Linked DNA regions of Mus musculus: regions 1 and 2 are each linked to region 3. The links are chromatin contacts, called in public HiChIP or PLAC-seq maps. All regions are on one chromosome and are shown on one strand. The core of a region is the stretch at or near the end of the contact, and the rest is flanking DNA. Distances in the headings are between cores, read along the strand shown.

Region 1 (4,444 bases), core at 810-3,309, 120 kb after region 3:
TTTGTTTTAAATATTGGAATGTACGTTAACAGTTTTCCCATTACTCATGAGCAAGTTAACTTTCAGGCCCAAATGTGCTTTTTTTTTTTTTTCCTTTTTAACCCATTTTCAATGAAAATTAATGACAGTTCCAATTTAAGGACCCAAAACGCGTCAACTAGGTACGCGATTCGGCTTCCAATTTAAGGACCCAAAACGCGTCAACTAGGTACGCGATTCGGCTTCCACTTTAAGAGACCTATTTCGGCTTCAAAACACCACAGTTCGATACAAGTTTTAAACATGCTCAGCCATCAAATGAAACGAAATGCACTGGGCTTTCGGCCTTAATTACAAAACGACACAAAACACAACTCCTGGAGAGTTAACTACCCCAAACACAACTTAACTCTCCACCCTTGCCTAAACGCAGCACCTTCGCAGTTCACCTGGCCCGGACCTGTTTGAAACACACCCACTTTGCACTATTCCTATTAGAAAAGCCATGCACTTCTCTTCCAAAATGAAAAGTCTTGGTCGACACCTAAGAGGGGGACATGGGGTAGGTGGGTGGTAATTCTTTGGAGATGCGCAACGGACTCTCTCCGCAGTTCCAAATAGGGACTAAAAGGTCGGCTAAGCGTCCTTTGCCTCCTCCCGGAGATTTTCCGTTTGCCCAGCTCGCCCTAGAGACCCGGGAGATAGGGGACAGTCCGCCTCCGGCCCCCGGCCAAGGCCATCGCAACCGAGCGGCGGAATTACAAAGGAGGACCGCGGCCGCCTTTGTCCTGCATCTGGCATCGGAGCGCCCTCGTCGTCACTGGCTTCTCCTTCCCCCGCCCCCAGCTCCCCCTGTCTCAACCCTGGAGTCTGCGTCAGCAGCCCCTCGCAGCCCCGCCGGCCCCAGGTAGTCCCTTCGAGAGCACCGGAGGCCCCGGTGGGTGGCCGGGCCCGCCGAGCGCCATTTCCACCCGGAGCGCGTCCCGCTTTCCCGGCTCGCTGAGCTCCCCACCCTCATCCCTACCGGAGAGCTCGGATCTCCCGCCCGCACTCTCTCCTGCCGGACACTTTCCCGTAAGCCGGAGGCGACAAAGTAGCCCGAGCGGGGGAAAGGCGGGAAGGCGACCCGACCGCTACCGGCCCCCAAGATGGCGGCAGCCGAGCGGCGGGGGAGAGCGAGCGAGCGGCCACTCCGCGTTCCCTCACCCGCTCCCGGGCTCTTCGTCCTTCTCCCGACTCCGCTGTCGGCACCGCCGGCCCAACCTACCCCCCCTTCTACTTCAGATACCCTGTGGGGCGTAAGCAACGCCTACACCGACGCTCGCGCGGGTCTGGTCGCGGGCAGGGACGCCTGGCTCGCCCGCTGCTGAGCGCTCGCCACAACGGTTCGGCTCCCTCGCTCCCCTCAACCGTCTCCCGCCGCGCCAACCGCTCTAGGAGCTGCGCAGCCGAGCGACTGCCGAGGGGGGATGGGAGGGGGGCGAGAGAGAGGGAGGGGGCAGGGCCGACTGCCCAGGCCCACCCCCTCTCTGCCGCGCTGCTCTCGCGATACTTGAGTGACAGCGTGGTCTCCCAGGGGGCGGGGCGCAGCGCACCTGCGCACTCGGGACCTGCCCGGTTGCCACCGTGGTGGGCGTGGAGTCGCAGCGAGTGGGCTGTGGCGGACTCCGTTGGCTCCCGCCGACCGACCAACCCTCTGAACCCCGGAGCTCACGTTTGTCCCTCCCCACGGGCCTCTGAGGAGCCGTGGTCACGCGGTTTGCTAAGTTTCTTATCTGCTCCACTGGGAATAGATCCCACAAAGGCCCCCGCGCGGAAGGAGCCACGTGGTTTCTGTCACCCCGCCCCCCAACCCGGGGACGGCTTTGCTGGTCCACCATATTTGCATTATGCAATCAGAAAAAAAGATGAATGTTGCGCCTGCGAAGATACAAAGCGTCTAAACCCAGCAGGATTCCCGTCCTAGCCTGGGGCATCCCCTTTGTTCCCCTGCGTAGGCAGCCTTGGCGCCTTGATTGGTTTCCTACCTGCCAGGTTCGGTTTTTCTCTCCATTAAACCCGGGTGACGGGTCTGTGGTTCACGGCAATAGACTTTATCTAAGTAAGAGTTTGGTATTCCTAAAAATTGTGCTCGCAGGAGACACCTAAAAAAACCGCATGTGGAGGTTCTGTCGTGCTACCAAGATTGCTCCCGACCCGTTTATGGCTTTTTTAAAGTTGTAACACAAATTGCACATGGAAAGGCTGTGGGAAGGTGGAGGGCCACCCTGGTGTTGAGAGACTTGGGAGAGCAAAGCTAATTAAGGTGGGTACGGACAGCAGAGGGCGAAAAGAGGCCGGGCTGGACAGACTAAGGCTGTGAACGTGGATGGGGCTGGGTTGGAATCACCCTTCAGTGTGCATCCAAAGATTTCTTTGTGCTACAAACACTGGGAAGTCCATGTGGAGTGGAGTAGTGGCAGTGTGGAAGGTTGGATTTGATTTACTATGAATTTTTATTTATGTTTATACTAGAGCCAAGAGGCCAATGACTTTCTTGTATGGAAACTTGTATTTCACGGCTTTAATTCATCTTCAAACCTACTTGAAAGTCTTTAGTACTCTACTGATTTTATAGCCCAAAATATCCTTCAGAGAAGGGGGGGGGGGCGCAGTGTGCTTATACTTACAGACAGGAAAATCAAAGTATGTTCTAGAAGCCGTCATAGCTCAGGTTTATTAAGTACTTCCTGAAATGGCATGGTAAGCAGTTCCTTGTCTTTGTTCTTGGGTAGCCAAGGATGTCCTTGAACTCCTGACCCTCTGTGTCTCCATAGCCTTACAAAGTGGTATTTCACAGATGCAGTCCCTAGTCCCACAAGAGTGAAAATAATTACACTTGATAACACTAAACTCTTTTATGTGGTGACAAGTTAGTGGCTTACTGGCCAGACACTTGCTGAAGCTTGGTTATTTTATTGTTACTTTAATCCCCTAAAGTTACCCCACCCCCTCCTTTTAATAGCTGGGGGTTGATTTAGAGCCCAAAGTATGTTCTCTTTTTTAAAAAAGTAACTGGTTTAGCTGGGTAGTGGTGCACACCTTTAATCCCAGCACTCGGGAGGCAGAGGCAGTTGGATCTCTTTGTTGGAGGCCAGCCTGGTCTTCAGAGTGAGTTCCTGGACAGCCAGGGCTACACTGAGAAACACTGCCTCTGGGCGGTGGGGTGGAGGGGGTAACAAACCTAAAGGGAACTGGCTTATTAGCAGTACTCCAAGCTGAACTCTTAGGATGAAACCTTCCCAGGGCCTTTCTTCTATTGGGTTTTAATTACATGGCTCCTTTACCTTTCACTCTTTCAACATGATTGGGTAGGTGGAATTCTGTAATCCCTTTTCCTCTTCCCCTGGAATTCAGTCTGCTTACAGCATGAATGAATTTGGCATTCTTTGCACACACTTTGTGTGGTTATCGGCCACAATCCTCAATTCGTTTTGATGGCTCTAATGTATGACTTTTCAACCAATGCTGACATTTCTTTGGAGGCGTGTCTCTGTCATTTCTTTGGAGGCGTGTCTCTGTCATTTCTTTGTGGTGAGTGCCGGTTACCACTATGAAGATTTAGGTCTTCAAATTAGTACTCCAGGCCTTTTGCCCTTTTGTTACAGCAAGTAGGGAAGTTTTCATTTAAAGAGGCATTTGACCATGGTAAAGGTAATTTGTATTAGCTTCTTAGTTTACTAATTTTCCTTAAAAAAAAAAAAAAAAAAAAAAAAAAAAAGAACCTGCTCCTTCCTCACCCAGTTGAATCCTGTTGTAAAGCTTGGTGTGATTGGACCCTGCTGTTCCGGGGATGCCTACAGAATTGTTTCCAGATTGATCTCTAAGGAATTGTTTCCATGGAGACGGTTACAACTCGGGGCTCCCAGCTGCTTTTTTCACCTCCCCTCTCTTTTTTCCTTGCCCCCTCTCCTTTCCCCACTTCCTCCCCCCCTCTCTCTTTCATGTGCTCTCCTGTTAGAATAGAGGTCAGAGGGACCCTGAAGTCCATCTTTGTTATAGTGTATAAAGAGAAAAGATGAAGCAGGAGAAGGAAATGGAAATGCCCACAGCTCCTGGAGGAAAACAATCCGAGGCTCAGTCACCCTGCGTCACTCCATCAGAATAAAGGGAGTAGGAAAATTCCATGCAGGACCTTCGGGGAAATGAAAGAAATTGAGAGTGCATTCTCTTGGGGGCAGACAGAGCACATTAGCTAAAAAGTAGTCTACCGTCGGTGTTCATAGATCCCTAATGATACTGCAGATCATTCTGCCTGCATGAAAACAAGCCAAGAACAAAACAGTCCACAGCATTGTATTGGAGTTGTGTCTAGTCTGTGTTTAAGGGCTTTGGAACATCAACTCTGACAGGGCTTTGTGAAGGATTCCTTCTTTGGCTTATGAACTAAATATCTGATGACTTTAAAAGAGCGAACACCTTCTTC
Region 2 (3,956 bases), core at 853-3,352, 110 kb before region 3:
TATAAAACATAATTAAACCAACTTTAATTATGGGCATGGTGGCACACACCTTTAGTCCCAGCATTTGGGAGGCAGAGGCAAGCAGATCTGAGTTCAAGGCCAGCCTGGTCAAAATAGTGAGTTCCATGACAGCCAAGACTACTGGCTACACAGACAAACCTAACTGAAACCCAAAAACCCAGAGGAAAAAAGATAAACTTAAGGCATTTGAAAACTATAAGCTGGGTGTGGTTGCTCATGCCAAAGGACTGCTGCTAATAAAGACTGTATATCAAAGGCCAAACACAAATGGTAAAGTGTAGTGGAAGACTTAAATGGCAAAACCCCTTAGTAAACTAAAAAAAAATTAGACACAAATAACAAAACAAAAACAAAGAGCCGGGCGTGGTGGCACACCCCTTTAATCCCAGCACTTGGGAGGCAGAGGCAGGAGGATTTCTGAGTTCGAGGCCAACCTGGTCTACAAAGTGAGTTCCAGGGCAGCCAGGGCTACACAGAGAAACCCTGTCTTGAAAAACCAAAAAAAAAAAAAAAAAAAAAAGTGTTCAAATTGCTGGATAAGTGGGGTTTTGTTTTTGTTCCTGAGTTAATTTTCAAAAGTATCTTAAAAACTAAAGGGTATATCATTTCCAGTCCAAGGGTTCAGTTGCCTGACCTGGTTGTGAGACCGCAGTGGCTGTAAACTGAGTAGCCCATGGTGGATTCTTCTGTCCTCCAAACTGAGCCATGATGCAAGGGGGGGAAAACTTTCACTTGTTTCCCTTCTATAGCAGATACCTATAAAGGATATAGGAAAAGGCTAGTTTAGAGAAATCATTGATATATTAAAGACACGTTCCAAACAAGAACCAACCGAAGTGTGCAACAGAACATTTGAAATAAAACGCACAACCAGCCTATCAACAGATCACTTGTGCATACTCTATTTAAAAGATATCCTTGGGGCTGACTTAAAGGAACTTCCTTCAGTAACTACAAGGTCATTTCCTAAAAAGGTCTGCCCGAGCTTAGTGGCAAAGCCTTTAATCCCCTCCCAACCCATCCCTCCAGAGGCAGAGTCAGGCGGATCTCTATAAACTCCAGGCCAGCATGATTTATATGACATTACAAACCAGCTAGGGCTAGATACAGAGCCTCTCTCTCTGGGGACAAACGAACTTATAGACGCAGCAAGTACAGCCTGCGTGTTTCTTTGGGCGATGGTCTGAGGTCCTGCAGTGGGGTTAAATCAATAACGGAAACTGCGTCGAGACCCCCCCTCCCCCATAAAGGTATTGGCAGATACCATCTCAATAACGAACATTACTTTAAGGGCTAGGAAGTCACTATGGCCTTTGTCACCCTAGTCTCCACTCCGGGAGTGGGGAGGCAGTTGGGAGGACGCGCGGCTCCAAAAGAACCACTGCGAAGACCCCGGCTCAAAAACCCAAGAGAAAAGGAAAAGATGGGCCTGGCATCCCGGGGTGAGGACACTCATCTTCCTCCCACGCGCCGGCCGTGAAAGATGGAAGGCAGCGCCCCAGGCCGCGGCCACTGGGGCCCGCGGGTCGTCGCAGTCCCCGAGGTCCCCGGGCCGGTCTGAGAGAACCTCCAAGCGCTGGAAACGCTCGCCGCCGCCGCCCGGGGCCGGGTCTCAGCGGCGGGGCAGCGCGGGCCGGAGGACGCACGGCCTCCGGCCTGGCCCGGCCCAGTCGAAGGGGCGCAGGCCGCACCTGAGGGGCCTGGAGCCGCTGCGCTGGGGGCAGGGCGCGGCGCGTGGGGCCTACTCCGACCCGCACAAAAGGGACCGCGTCCCTCGCCCGCCGGCCCCGCGGCGTCCGCCATCACACACCCACCCGCCACCGCCACATCACTCGCTCCCTACCCCTCCGCTGACCGGCTGCCAACGAACGGAAGCAACCCGCCGCGGCCTCCCACCGCGCCACACCAAAACACTGACCAGACCTTCACCTGAGTCTGGCCCGGGTTAACCGAGAAGCCATTTCAAACCCGTCAAGCTCAGGCGCATGCGCAGACTGCTTTCCCCTCCAACCCCCCTGCCTACGCCGCACCGCCTCCCGGTTCCGAGAGGAACGGGCGCGTGCGCGAAAAAAGTTCGGCGTGCGCGCTCCCCGCGAGTGCGTTCACTGGGGAGCGAGAGCGAGCCTCAGCCGGGTTACCTTGACTTCGCTGAACAATGAGCTGGCTGTCGCTCGCCTGCTCTGAGGCCAACGCTGTCCTTCCCTGGGAGAGAGAGGGAGAGCGAGCGGCAGTCACGTGGTCCGGCCGGTGTCGCCGCCGCCATCTTGTGGTCCCTCTATTCTTGTTTGGAACATGTTTGGAAGAATAAGCCTGTAAGAACTTCGTTGTTAGCGGGCAGTGGTGGCGCACGCCTTTAATCCCAGCACTCGAGAGGCAGAGGCAGGCGGATTTCTGAGTTCGAGGCCAGCCTGGTCTACAGAGTGAGTTCCAAAACAGTCAGGGTTATACAGACATATCCTGTCTCGAAGAACAAAAAAAAAAAATTTTTTTTTGTTTACATTCTTTTCATTTTTAGAGGGTTTTGCCTCCATGATTTATGCGCACAGGTGTGGGCTTGGTGCCCCTGGAGCTGAGAAGACGACAGATCCCCCGAAACTAGAGTTCCTGACCGGTGTGAACCACCCCGTGGGTGCTGATAATCAATCCCAGGTCCTGAGAACAGAGATTAGTGCTTTTAACCGCAGTGCCATCTCCTCGGGATTAAGGCTGGAATGTGTAAAAGCGAACAACTGAGTGGATTTTAATACACTGAGTGCAGGCCATCATCACCCCTAGTATTTGAAGACCCTACTGAAAAGAAACAGCTGGAGGATTTGGGGGGCGAGAGGGAGTGGAAAGGTTGGGGGATGGGGGAAGTGCACACCTCTAATCCCAGCGCTCAAGAGGCAGAGGCAGACACAGCCAGGGCAACACAGATAAACCCTGTCTCAAAAAATGAAAGACAGAGCTATTATTAAGTCATTTTCTAATTTTGTCCTACACCTGCTGGTGACATCTAGTCAAATTCTCAACATGAAATAGCTTATGCTAGGAATCCCACATAAGATTAGCTGAGCCAAGCATGATCAGGTGGTGACCTGTAATCTAACACTTGGGAGGGAGGGGAAGGGAGGATCAGGAGTTCAAGGCCAGCCTGGACTGTGTAACACCTTATCTCATCAAACCCAATAGGATAAAATATATAGCTTTTTCTGTGGTTCCTTGTATTTTTTCCCTTAAATTTTATGAACACAGGATCACATAGGTACACGTTCTTTAATATTTTTCAAACCACAAGGGTCCTTTCTCCCACTTAAGTAAAACTTACAGAAGTTGGGTAAAATGTAACTCCTTTGTCCTTACTAATTCTGTCCTGACCTTCAAACTATTAGAATATAGTCATCACACTATAGTAATTTGTAAAAATTCAAAACAGCGTGTGCCAGGTGGCCCAGCAATAAGAGGGACAAAGTGAGAAAACTTAAATCTGAGATACCTTATCAAAAAAAGTTCTGGGGGCTGGAGAAATGGCTCAGCGGTTAAGAGCACTAACTGCTCTTCCAGAGGTCCTGAATTCAATTCCCAGCAACCACATGGTGGCTCACAACCATCGGTAATGGGATCTGATGCCCTCTTCTGGTGTGTCTGAAGACAGCTACAGTGTACTCATAATAAATAAATAAATAAATAAATACTTCTTTTTTTTTTTTTTTAAGTTCTGAAAGAAACCCCAGGCATATGTTTTTGATGTCTGTATTTTGGATTGACATGTCTCTATGACTTCTAGATTAGCTTGGTCTACATTGTAAGGCACAGGACAGCCAGGGCTACATAGTGAAAGAGTGTTTATAAAACACACAAAGCAGAGCAGTGGTGGTACATGCCTTTAATCTCAGCACTTGGGAGACAGAGGTAGGCAGATATTTAAGTTCAAGGCCAGCCTGGTCTACAGAGTG
Region 3 (4,020 bases), core at 817-3,316:
CCAGGACAGCCAGGGCTACACAGAAAAACCCTGTCTTGAAAAACCAAAAAAAAAGAAAAAGAAAAAGAAAAAGAAAAAAGACATCTCCTTCCTATCATTAACTATGTAAGGTTTGCAAATAAGGAGTCTATTTCATCCACCCTTTCAAGATGTATTGGGCAATATTCTCTGTGTGTATGTCTGTCTTTCTCTGTTTCTGTCTCTCTCACTTGATTAATAGCTCCATTTTTTTTTCTTTATTTAAGTGTCCACATCAGTTAAAACCTTCTGCTGAAATCCATCTCTGAACAGCATAGGTTTCTTTTTTTTTTTTAAAGATTTATTTATTTATTATATGTAAGTACACTGTAGCTGCTCTCAGACACTCCAGAAGAGGGAGTCAGATCTCGTTATGGATGGTTTTGAGCCACCATGTAGTTGCTAGGATTTGAACTCCAGACCTTTGGAAGAGCAGTCAGGTGCTCTTACCCACTGAGCCATCTCACCAGCCCCAGCATAGGTTTCTAAAGCAGCTGATTTTGCTCTGGGTCTCCACATTCTGTATAACTTTAGAAAGAAAGAAAAACAAAAACAAACTGTTTTTGCTGGGCTGTGGTGGTTCATGCCTTTGATCTCAGCACAAGAGAAGCAGAGTTCTGCAGATCTCTGTGAGTCTGAAGCCATCCTGGAGTACAGAGCTAATTCTAGGACTGCCAGGACTACAAAGAGAAATCCTGTCTGGGGGGAGGGGGGGGCGGGGGAGAGGGAGAAAACAAAAACAAAAAACAGTAAACTCCAACTGTCCAGGACATGGTCTCTCTCTCTCTCTCTCTCTCTCTCTCTCTCTCTCTCTCTCTCTCTCACACACACACACACACACACACACACACACACACACACCCCTTTAATTCCAGGCCTGGGGAGACAGAGGTGGGAGGATCTGAGTTTGAGGCCAACCTGGTTTATAAGGAGCAAGTCCCAAGAACTCTGTGCTGGGATCAAAGGCACTCGCCACCACTGCCTCATGCTTCTCCTTTCTTTAAAAGATGCAGGAGCTGGACCTGAGGCCAATCCTCCCCTGGCTTCTGCCGGTTAGGCTCACTTACCCGCTCCTGTGGGATCCTCACTCCTCATCTTGGCGCCAGCTTCAGGTCCCCGATTTGTGTGGACACTTGAACCACTCCTGCTTACTACACCAGAGAGAGGCGGGAGAGCGCATTCTAAGAAAAACCTGGGTTATGGGGGAACAGAAGTCACAAGCATCTTGTCTCGTTTACTTGGAGTTTGCTCAGAAATCTCAGAGCTTCAGTCACAGAGCATGTCTATAGATGATGGAGTTCCAGAACAGCTAGGGACGTAATAGGGAGATGTGTCTCAAAAAAGAGGAAGGGGGGCAAGGGACTGTGAAGATTGTGCCCCAGTTGAGAGCACTGGTTGCCAAGTTGGAGAGATGGCTCAGTGGCTAAGAGCAATTGAGTGCTCTCCCAAAGCTCCTTAGCAACCACGTGGTGGCTCCCAGCCATGACAGAGCACTCAGATACATAAAATTCATGAATGAATCCCAGCACTTGGGAGGCAGAGGCAGGCAGATTTCTGAGTTGGAGGCCAGCCTGGTCTACAGAGTGAATTCCAGGACAGCCAGGGCTACACAGAGAAACCCTGTCTCGAAAAGAAAAAAAAAAAAAAAACCAAACAAACAAAAAGAGTTAGATTCTCTAGAATTGGAGTTATATCTAGTTGTGAGCTGCTGTTTGGGTGTTGTTTGAGGACCAAACCCAGGTCCTCTAAAAGAGCAGGCAGTGCTCTTAACTGCTGAGCCAATGTGGTCCTCTCCTCCCCCACCCCACATCCCCCAGAGGCTGATGGCCACTGACCACTAGGACAAACAGCAGAGTTGAAGGTAAGAATTCAGATAGCCAGTGAGGACAATGGAAACGACAGACTTGTGGGATCAGCTTACTAGAAGCAGGTGGACCTTATTCAGGGTGAATCAAGGCCTATATAGTTTTGGGGACAGGGGTAGGGATCTCTAGGGTAGGTATGTGTCCTTGGCTGGAGTTTTGGGTAGGAGGAATGCCTCATTTGCATGGAGAGGCATTTCAGGAATTCCAGGGGCTGGCTGGACAGGTTCTCATTGGGAGGAAGGAAGTGGTGTAATCTCACCAAGGCTCTAGGACATCTTGCAGGTAAAGGATGGGGGGGTGGGTCAGGCTCCCTAGATCAGGAAGAGAAGGGCAAGTCCCCCTAAGGAAAAGGGGTCCTTCCTCTTGCCCAGAGATCAAGAGAGCTGTCTATTCAGGGAGTACTGCAACCTTCTACAGCAAGTCCCAAGAGCCAACTCTTCAGCCCCTCGTTTCATTAATTTATTTACTCATTTATTTATTTTGCTAGAAATCAAACCCAGGGCCTTGCACAGAATGGATATGTGGCTCATCAGTCAGTTACACTCCAGAGACCAGCAGATCTAGTGTACGGGCAGTAAGCATACAGACTATCATGGTCAGTAAGAATGTGGTCTCTGCTCTCCTATACTCCAGTGAGAGAGGCAGACCTTAAGTAACCATAGAAATATTGGCCAACACGAAAGTAGGGTTCCGAAGCCGGGCGTGGTGGCACACGCCTTTAATCCCAGCACTCGGGAGGCAGAGGCAGGCGGATTTCTGAGTTTGAGGCCAGCCTGATCTACAAAGTGAGTTCCAGGACAGCCAGGGTTATACAGAGAAACCCTGTCTCGAAAAACCAAAATAAAAAAAGAAAGAAAGAAAGAAAGAAAGAAAGAGAGAAAGAGAGAAAGAGAGAAAGAGAGAAAGAGAGAAAGAGAGAAAGAGAGAAAGAGAGAAAGAGAGAAAGAAAGAAAGAAAGAAAGAAAGAAAGAAAGAAAGAAAGAAAGAAAGTAGGATTCCGAGAGATCTTAGTGCATAGTGATGATCTCAGATCGTTAGACTACTAGGTGATCTACTAGTAGACTACTAGCTACTTACTAGTAAGCTCTGGGCCTTTAGTTCTCCAGAAATAGCAATACTAGTTTTGATTGTCTTTGGCCTTGAATTGGCAAAGCCTTGTGAACAGAACTGACTCAGAGTCTTAAAGCTCTAAATCCTGAACACAAGAGAGATTTATGGCTCCAGGCCTTAAAAGCCAAAGATTTACAAAGCTCCAATGTTCAGGTTAGAGTTTGCTATCCCGGCTTCCAATTGTGGGGAGCCCTTATTAGTGACACCCTCAGCAGAAGCTACCATGAGCAGAAGTCAGTTCTTCACCTGCTAGTGTTACAGCCGAGCCCCGGCATCAGAACCCTCCAGGCTTGCTAGCTAGTACTGCAGCTTTCTACACACCTTGAGGCCAGGGACTCACCTCGGCTGAGCTCCCATGAATCTTTTCTGCAAGAAGAGCCTGAGTTTTCTGTCCTGTCTTCAGAATCTGGGTGCTCCCCCAATGCTGGCAGGAATTTATTATCCCAGTTATCAGACTTCTTAGGAAGTTGTCTGCCATCCCATACCCAAACCACACAGCCACTGAGCATGCAGAGGAAGCCTCTTCCACGACCTCTGCCATGACCAAGGGTGCACAGCTACACAAAACTTGCTCCAGAAACCCTGGTCACCTCCCCAGGAGCATAAATAACCCCCTTTCCCCTCCAATAAACTGAACCAGGTCTCAGAAGCTGTTCCCAGGTTTGTGTCTTGCCCAAGCATTCTTTGCTGACCGAGATCCAGCACTGCACCCACCCCCACCTGGTTAAGCTTCCCTCCCTCCCTCCAGCTCCATGCACAATGGGCCTGGCTACCCAGGGCGGGGTAGTGGGGCAGGGAGTGGACACAGAGGGGCGTCTAGCACCCAAGGTGGATTTAACAGGACCTCCTGTGCGAGCAGGAGATAGGTGAGTGCCCTGGCCATCTGGCATTAGTCCAAAGGCCCTAAACCTCCTCACACTGAGGGCTGGCACTATCTTTTCCTTTTTTTCTCTTCTCTTCTCTTCTCTTCTCTTCTCTTCTCTTCTCTTCTCTTCCTCTTCCTCTTCCTCTTCCTCTTCCTCTTCCT

What was found. HiChIP or PLAC-seq counts read pairs in DNA pulled down with a chosen protein or histone mark.
Region 1: a contact with region 3 is called in an H3K27ac HiChIP or PLAC-seq map of embryonic stem cells, with 16 read pairs. The contact joins the promoter of Pbld2 here to the enhancer-like site in region 3. A contact is called at or near these places in 3 of 39 promoter capture datasets (the C10 cell line, cranial neural crest and hematopoietic stem and progenitor cells), 2 of 484 Hi-C or Micro-C datasets (embryonic stem cells and natural killer cells), 7 of 115 datasets of contacts at active chromatin or transcription factors (bone marrow-derived macrophages, embryonic stem cells, extraembryonic endoderm stem cells and 1 more) and 3 of 9 other capture datasets (adipose tissue, liver and pancreatic islet).
Region 2: an H3K27ac HiChIP or PLAC-seq map of embryonic stem cells shows a contact between it and region 3, with 10 read pairs. The contact joins the promoter of Ccar1 here to the enhancer-like site in region 3. A contact is called at or near these places in 7 of 39 promoter capture datasets (the 3T3-L1 cell line, the HPC-7 cell line, the SN4741 cell line and 4 more), 8 of 484 Hi-C or Micro-C datasets (the AML12 cell line, CD8 T cells, the HPC-5 cell line and 4 more), 3 of 115 datasets of contacts at active chromatin or transcription factors (bone marrow-derived macrophages and embryonic stem cells) and 3 of 9 other capture datasets (adipose tissue, liver and pancreatic islet).

The regions. Positions count from the first base shown.
Region 1 is chr10:63,022,453-63,026,896 of GRCm38.p6, forward strand. Pbld2 (phenazine biosynthesis-like protein domain containing 2) reads left to right here and starts at 2,060. Exons shown (of 10, transcript NM_026085.2): 1 at 2,060-2,284. Hnrnph3 (heterogeneous nuclear ribonucleoprotein H3) reads right to left here and starts at 1,397. Exons shown (of 10, transcript NM_001079824.1): 1 at 1,268-1,397.
Region 2 is chr10:62,790,266-62,794,221 of GRCm38.p6, forward strand. Ccar1 (cell division cycle and apoptosis regulator 1) reads right to left here and starts at 2,103. Exons shown (of 25, transcript NM_026201.3): 1 at 1,951-2,103; 2 at 656-777. The coding sequence starts at 728.
Region 3 is chr10:62,900,950-62,904,969 of GRCm38.p6, forward strand. All of the region lies in intron 2 of Gm51805 (a long non-coding RNA gene), which reads left to right. Among named protein-coding and RNA genes, the nearest start is that of Gm26479, 9.4 kb to the left of the region's middle. RefSeq lists a cis regulatory region at 1-4,020. Within about 2 kb of position 2,067, at least 23 of the 459 cell types and tissues checked have an H3K27ac peak or open chromatin away from gene starts, as enhancers often do. A contact at or near this core is called in embryonic stem cells, extraembryonic endoderm stem cells and trophoblast stem cells, where this site is marked.